2 separate regions of the Pan paniscus genome follow, and region 1 is linked to region 2. A link is a contact called in public Hi-C data. All regions are on one chromosome and are shown on one strand. Each heading gives the region's core, a stretch centred on a gene start, on an enhancer-like site or on the middle of the called end of the contact. The rest is flanking DNA. Distances are from core to core; before and after follow the strand shown. Region 1 has its middle 19 kb from the start of TMEM119. Region 2 overlaps ISCU (iron-sulfur cluster assembly enzyme).

Region 1 (3,197 bases), core at 528-3,027, 53 kb before region 2:
GCTGGGTGTGGTGGTTCACGCCTGTAATCCCAGCATTTTGGGAGGCCGAGGCAGGAGGACGGCTTGAGCTCAGGAATTTGAGATCAGCCTGGGCAACATGGTGAAACCCCGTCTCTACAAAAAATACAAAAATTAGCCAGGTGCAGTGATGTGCGCCTGTAGTCCCAGCTACTCAGGAGGCTGAAGTGGGAGAATCACTTGAGCCTGGGAGGTAGAAGTTGCAGTGAGCCAAGGTCATGCCGTTGCACTCCAGCCTTGGCAACAGCAGTGAAAAGCTGTCTCAAAAAAAAAAAAAAAAAAAAAAAAAAAAAAAAAAAGAAAAGAAAAGGAAAAAGAAAAAAATACCTTCAATGGCCTCTTTGGAAGTGAAGGACTTCTTTCCTTGCCCCCAATGGTTTATCCCAGAAAAGGGGAGTTCACAGAGAAGGTTGAGTCTGGCAGGGGTTGGCTGCGGCTTGGGAGAGAGGGGTTGGAGGAAAGAGACAAGGGAAAGGTAGGAAAGAGCCGTCAGGGGGAAAGGCCATGGGACAGCATCGGGGAGGAGTGGGGAGAGGGCCCACACATATTGGAAATGCAGTGTCTGTCTCCTCCCCTGAACTTCTAGAAGGATCAAATCTGATACACACAGGCAGGTGTGTTCAAAGTGTCCTGGGGGTGCTGATGGAAGAAGGTGGGAGTGTCTGCCATGGGCTGGGTCAGTTAATACCCGGGGTCGGCAGGCTGATGGGTCAGGAGAGACTGAGTCTACCTCCCCTTTGGGAGGGATCAGAAAAATTAGAGAAGGGGAGCTGAAGGCTCCACAGCAGGGGGCTGTGGACTCAGGCTGAAGGACCTCTGAGTTTTTCCCCAGGGATCTTGTCACCTCGTCTTCCTGGGAGCTTTCCCCTATTTCCTGACAGCTCCTGAGGATGCTGTGTAACCACAGATTTCCATTTGCGTTGGAAGAGGGCCACCTTCCCTTTACAGTTTTCTCTCTCTCCAAGGTGTGGGATTTCATTCAGGGTGGGCGAAGCCGGGTGCTTGAAGCGGCCACCAGGGGGCGCCCGCCGCCAGCTCTTAGAGCAGGTGGAAGCCTGCGTTTCCCTTGGGCCAGACTTGGAGATCATTTAGCCAGGAAGGAGCCCCAAAGCCAGTGGCGTGCTGTTAAGTGTTTAACAACTGGCTTCCAATGGGAAAAAGTCCTGATTTGTAGCATTTGCCAATGTCTTCCATGTAAATACTCCCACAGCCGATTTTGAGCTACCAACCATTATATAGTTGATGATACAATAGATGTTAGTAACAAGGGCATCGATCATTGAATAATGTAGTACAATTATTAGGAATTGGTGAGTTTTGAGCACTGATGACCTTGGCTTTTAATATAATAGAATTTAATTTATTAAACAACTGACACAAAATTCTGAAAATTTTGTTGATTAGCTCTCACGGGCAGATATAGTCTGGCTCCTGCACACCCCTGTGCCCTCCCCTCCTGCCTGGGCCTCCCATGCCCTTGAGGACCACCAGCCTGAATCACCCCACTCATCCATTCAGCAAACACATCCTGAACACACACACAGCTGCAATATCCCCGTGAATCCCCTCAAACAGCTCTCACAGACGGTTCTAGTATTCTCCCCATTTTACAGAAGATGAAACTGAGGCTGAGAGCTAGGTGAAGTCACCTGCCCCAGGTCATGAAGAGGATCTGAGATTGGAACCCAGACCTGAAAGCCAGGATCTTACCACTGTGTCACGCTGTCCTTGAGATCACAGCGGGGTTCTGGGGGAATCCCACGCCCCAAAACCTCAGCCCTGCTGACCTGCCCTGGGGCCTGGAAGTCCCCCATTAGTCACCCTCTGTGGCTCCTGGCTGCTGAGGGAAGGCGCTGTTCCTTGGGAGGGTAACCGAGTACAGCGCAGCCCTCTCATTGCAGAGAACACAACACAGCAGAGCTGGTGCCTAGGACTAAGAGGGATGGCCGGGGGGCAAGCAGCTGGCCTTTACTGAGCACTTACTGCATACCTAGTGCCTTGTCAAACAGTTTGTCTGCATTATCTCATTTAGGACTCAACCTCATAATGTGGGTGCAATGATTGTTCCATTTTCTTGCCAGGGAAACCGAGGTTCAGAAAGCTGAACCACTTGCTCCAGCAGGTTGCACGGTTAGGAAACCACACTGTGCTGACTTCAGCTCTGCCAGCAGGGAAGGAAGGAGGGTAGACAGGAAATGGGGGGCGGGGGATGATGGGCTCAGTTTGTTCCAGGTCCCTTGTCTCTTACAGGCTGGGGCTGCCACCCTGGGCGTGGTTCATCCAGCAGCTGATCTGGCAGGGGCTCCCCAAATTCTTTCCCCAGATCCCATCCCTCTTTGCCACTCAACCAAGCCACCGATTACTATGGAATGTGCCAGGCACTGTGAGAGGCCCTGGGATGCCATGTGAGTAGGACAGGCCTGTAATCCCAGAACTGTGGAAGGCCAAGGTGGGCGGATAACTTGAGGCCAGGAGTTCGAGACCCCTTTGGGGCTCATGGTCTAGAGGGGGACAGATTGATCAAATAATCACCCAGGAAAAGATCAGATTATGGCTGGGCCCTGAGCCCAGAGGAGAGATGCTGGGAGCAATGGGGCCAGAGCTGGGGGGCGTGGGTCAGGAAAATCATGGTTGAAACTTGAAGGACACAGAGTTATTGACTTGGGAGGGAAGGGATAGAGGGAAGAAAGTTCCAGGCAGTGGGAGCATCATGGGCAGAGGAGTTTGCACTAGGGGAGCAGACAAGGTGGGGGCAGCTGCAAGGAGCCAGGGTGGCCGCATGGAGGGGGAAGAGGCTGTGTGAGGATGAGGAGAACCTGGACTAGAGCAGGGTGCAAAGAAATTGTGGAATCGAGAGATAATTGGGAAGAAAAGGGTAGGTGATGCTGATGGGTTGGAAGTGAGGAAAAAGGAGGTTGAAATCTCAGGTTTCTGACTTGGGCAGCTATCCTGATGAGGGTGCCACGGGGTGGCTGGGAAAGCCATGGAAGGAGGTTGCAGGGCTGGTGGTAAGAGGAGTGTCCTGAGCTGGGGTTCAGCCAAGTTGGGTCTCAGGGCCTGCTCAACCTCCAGGTGGAGGTTCCAGGAAAGCTGTTGCAAAAGATGCTTGAGGTCATTAGCCATCAGGGAAATGCAAATTAAAGCCACAGTCAGATGCCACTTCACACCCTCCAGCAGGA
Region 2 (3,456 bases), core at 737-3,236:
CCTAGACTTGAGTTCACTGAAGGGCACATGATGCCCTCATGTGGCTCAAACTAGATTTGTTTGGGGAAAGAGTGTCTTTAATGCGAATTTAAAAAATATCCATTTGTTTTAGCAGTACAACCACGTTTAGAGACTTGGGCTCTTCTGGGAATATTGCTTTGTTTATAAGCTCCTCCTGATGTTCAATTCTGAGGATGTTCACTGGGACAGAAATGTCTCATTTAAATAAAAAAACTCACAAAGAAAAGTGGTGGGGAATTGTGGTGGTGCCACATGTAATAAAGAAGGGAGAGACAAGCTCAGTCTAGAGGGACTGTGAATTAAATTGCAGAACATGCCACACAGGACAATTTTACATGGTTCTACCCAGGGTTCTAATTTGAGATTCCTATAAAGGCCCTGGTCTGTGGCTGCCTTCACAGACTACAGAAGGAACAGTCTTTGAAGTTCTGTGCCCTCCACCAGAACCCAGAGCATTAAAACAAAAAAACAAAAAACAACAACAACAAAAAAAACAAGGGAGGTATATTTAAGAGGCAGCCAGCCTATACCTGAACAAAAAAACCACCACCAGAAAAAACAAACACATCTTACTTTTGAAGCTGAACATTTGAGACTATGGCAGTCAATATTTCAATAACCCATTTTCACTAGAAGATAGGGCATCCTTTATTGAGATTTGCATGACTATGGGTAGCTAAAAATAGGGAGACATCAGGGTAGGAGGGCCCGTGCTTAGACTTATGCCCAAGCCAGGGATGAATGTTTGTTTGTTTGGCTTTGAGACGGAGTCTTGCTCTGTCTCCCAGGCTGGAGTGCACTGGTGTGATCTTGGCTCACTGCTACCTCCACTTCCCAGGTCAAGTGATTCTCCTGCCTCAGCCTCCCGAGCAGCTGGGATTACAGGTGCGTGCCGCCATGCCTGGCTAATTTTTGTATTTTTAGTAGAGATGGGGTTTCACTACCTTGGCCAGGCTGGTCTTGAACTCTTGACCTCGTGATCCACCCGCCTTGGCCTCCCAAAGTGCTGGGATTACAGGTGTGAGCCACTGCGCCCGGTTGGATGAGTGTTTTTTAAACAACCTTAGGTGTACTATGCAGGTACAGATAGTTCAGAACGAACCACTTAAGATACTACATCTATGCAGAACACAGCATTCAGAAGTTTCTTCCCTAAAGTTTGGCTCATCTACGACCACAAAAAACCCAAGAGGTTCTTAAAAGTCAGGGGCTCTGGAATTACCTGCCCAGACAGAAGTCAGAAACTTGGGCCTAGAAATCCGCATTTTAAACTCATTCCCGAGGTGCTCTTCATGTATCTGGTCCACCGCTTTAGGGTGCCAAGCTAATGCTTTTTAGATTTGAGCAACCAGTGAAATTACAGAAAGAATCTTCAAGACTTACTTTGAGCTTTCAACTACTATCACACAAAGAACAATGACAAGCGATAATCATCTCCTTTCATCCTTGTTCCAAAAAATATTACGTATATTTGTCTTTGTTTGCTTGGAGAGCTGTGTATGTCACTGCGGTCCAACCTCTGGGAACCCCAAGGGGCTTTGGGCACCACTTCAGGGTGAATGATGGGCCCAAGAGACAAGGCTTACTAGAGAACACCATCATCTTCCATTATTTTATTATTTTTTATACATATATATATATATATATGCGCAGATCTGTTTTATGTACAACAATTGGTTCTATCAAATATTCAGACCAAGGCATTCTACTGGTAATTTCCCCCCAAATCAATTCAGGTAAAATTAGATACTTATGCACTTCACGGGCTATCAAAACTTGCAACTTCATTATCAATTTCAGTTCTGAGGTCATACACACAATTCAAAATATACATTAACTAGGTTAAGGCGATAAAAGTGGGCTGAAAGAAACCACAGGATTCAGAACAATGAAACTGTGTATTTTGCTTGCATGAGAGTCATAACGTGAACAGCAAGTATTGTGCGTATCTCATAGCTCTTCAGTGGAGAGGAAGCGGCTTCTGAACATCTAAGGTGACTGCACAGCAGGTGGGAAACAGCTGGTGTGGCCTGCTGGAGGCTTCGCCGAGGGAGGGCTCATTTCTTCTCTGCCTCTCCTTTTTTGGGTTCTTGTTTCAATTTGTAATCAGCCAGGGCGGCCTTGATTGCATCTTCAGCCAGCACTGGAAGTAATGGAAGGAAAGAAGCCTAAGTTTCTAGATGTGAAAGAAATGGACTTGGGAATAGAATCTTTAAGAGCTGGGAGGAAGTGGTGCTGGTGGGGACTAATGGAGTAACCAAGCCAGAAAGCTGGGGTGAGGAGTTGCCGGGCACGTCAGCAGCTGCTTCCTGAGCTGAGTTACTCCTGCGGGTGATCCTGGAGACAGACTAGGGTTAAAAATCTGTGATCCCAGGCTAGTTCCTTAGCCTCTTTGACCCTACTTTCTTTTCTATAGAACTGGGATAATCATGCTTTTCTTGCCAGGATAGTGTGGGGACTTACAGAAGATGTCTGACACATAGTAGGGACACAGGAAATGTCTTGCCTGCTCCCATCAAAGTCTAGCTTTGGACAAAATCTTGTCATGATAAAAAAGTTGACATGCCCTTTGGAAAAAAGATTATGTCAATCTGTTGATGGGATGGCATTTGCCACATCACCCTCTAGTGATCGAGAGTTTGACCACTTTTATTTAGGAGTCAATATTCAAAGTGAGGCTATGGGGAAAATAAAAACAGAGAGCTGGAATGACAGCAGAAAGCAAGCAAATAACAGAGAACATCAGCTAAAGGTTTCAGTACCTAAAAAGGCCTAATAAAAGGGCTGGGGATTTCCTGAAACCATGTGAAAATGTTTACAAGTGATGACCTTTCTTTATGGGTACTTAAAATTCCAGATCAAGTGGAAAGAACTTAGGTCTGACCAGGCTTCCTGAAGAATGAGTTAGTGTGTCTGCCCCGGCACCTGGCTCTTCTGCTGTGAGTATTACCTTGGCAAGAGGCCTGACTCTCTGCTGATTTTTAACTAATTTGGTTAGTAAACCTCCATCGATGCATTAAGGCTAATGTTTCTCATTCCTTCTTTCCCTGAGAAGGTTAAGAAATGATGGAAAAAGCATTAGATTTAATACAGAGACCAAACTGGAAAGCCAAGTACAAGTCTTAAGGCATCTGGGCTTTTTTTTAGGATAGCAGGGAGGGGGACATTGTACAACTGGGCTTAGTTGTTCCATATATACAGATGCAGACCCCGACAGGAATACCATCCAGACAGGAAGTGAAGAAATACACAGGAAACAGGATTATGGCGAAAGCTGAGTTTTCTCCTCTGCTGGAAACAGCACAGATTCTGAAATCAAAGATTGGAGCTTAAATTCTGGCTCTTCCACTTATTAGCCATGTGATGTGGGCGTCTCAACCCAAGCCTTAGCTTCCTCATCCATAAGAGGGAAGTAATGACATCTACTGTGCACTC

What was found. A called contact is a pair of places that touch in the nucleus more often than the background predicts.
Region 1: a Hi-C map of fibroblasts shows a contact between it and region 2, with 10 times the contacts expected there. The contact joins two enhancer-like sites. A contact is called at or near these places in 2 of 3 Hi-C or Micro-C datasets (fibroblasts and induced pluripotent stem cells).

The regions. Positions count from the first base shown.
Region 1 is chr10:116,681,006-116,684,202 of NHGRI_mPanPan1-v2.0_pri, reverse strand. No RefSeq gene overlaps it. Among named protein-coding and RNA genes, the nearest start is that of TMEM119, 19 kb to the right of the region's middle. Within about 2 kb of position 1,777, at least 1 of the 2 cell types and tissues checked has open chromatin away from gene starts, as enhancers often do.
Region 2 is chr10:116,627,656-116,631,111 of NHGRI_mPanPan1-v2.0_pri, reverse strand. ISCU (iron-sulfur cluster assembly enzyme) reads right to left here. Exons shown (of 5, transcript XM_003832526.5): 5 at 1,620-2,164. The coding sequence ends at 2,079. Among named protein-coding and RNA genes, the nearest start is that of ISCU, 6.7 kb to the right of the region's middle. Within about 2 kb of position 1,986, at least 1 of the 2 cell types and tissues checked has open chromatin away from gene starts, as enhancers often do.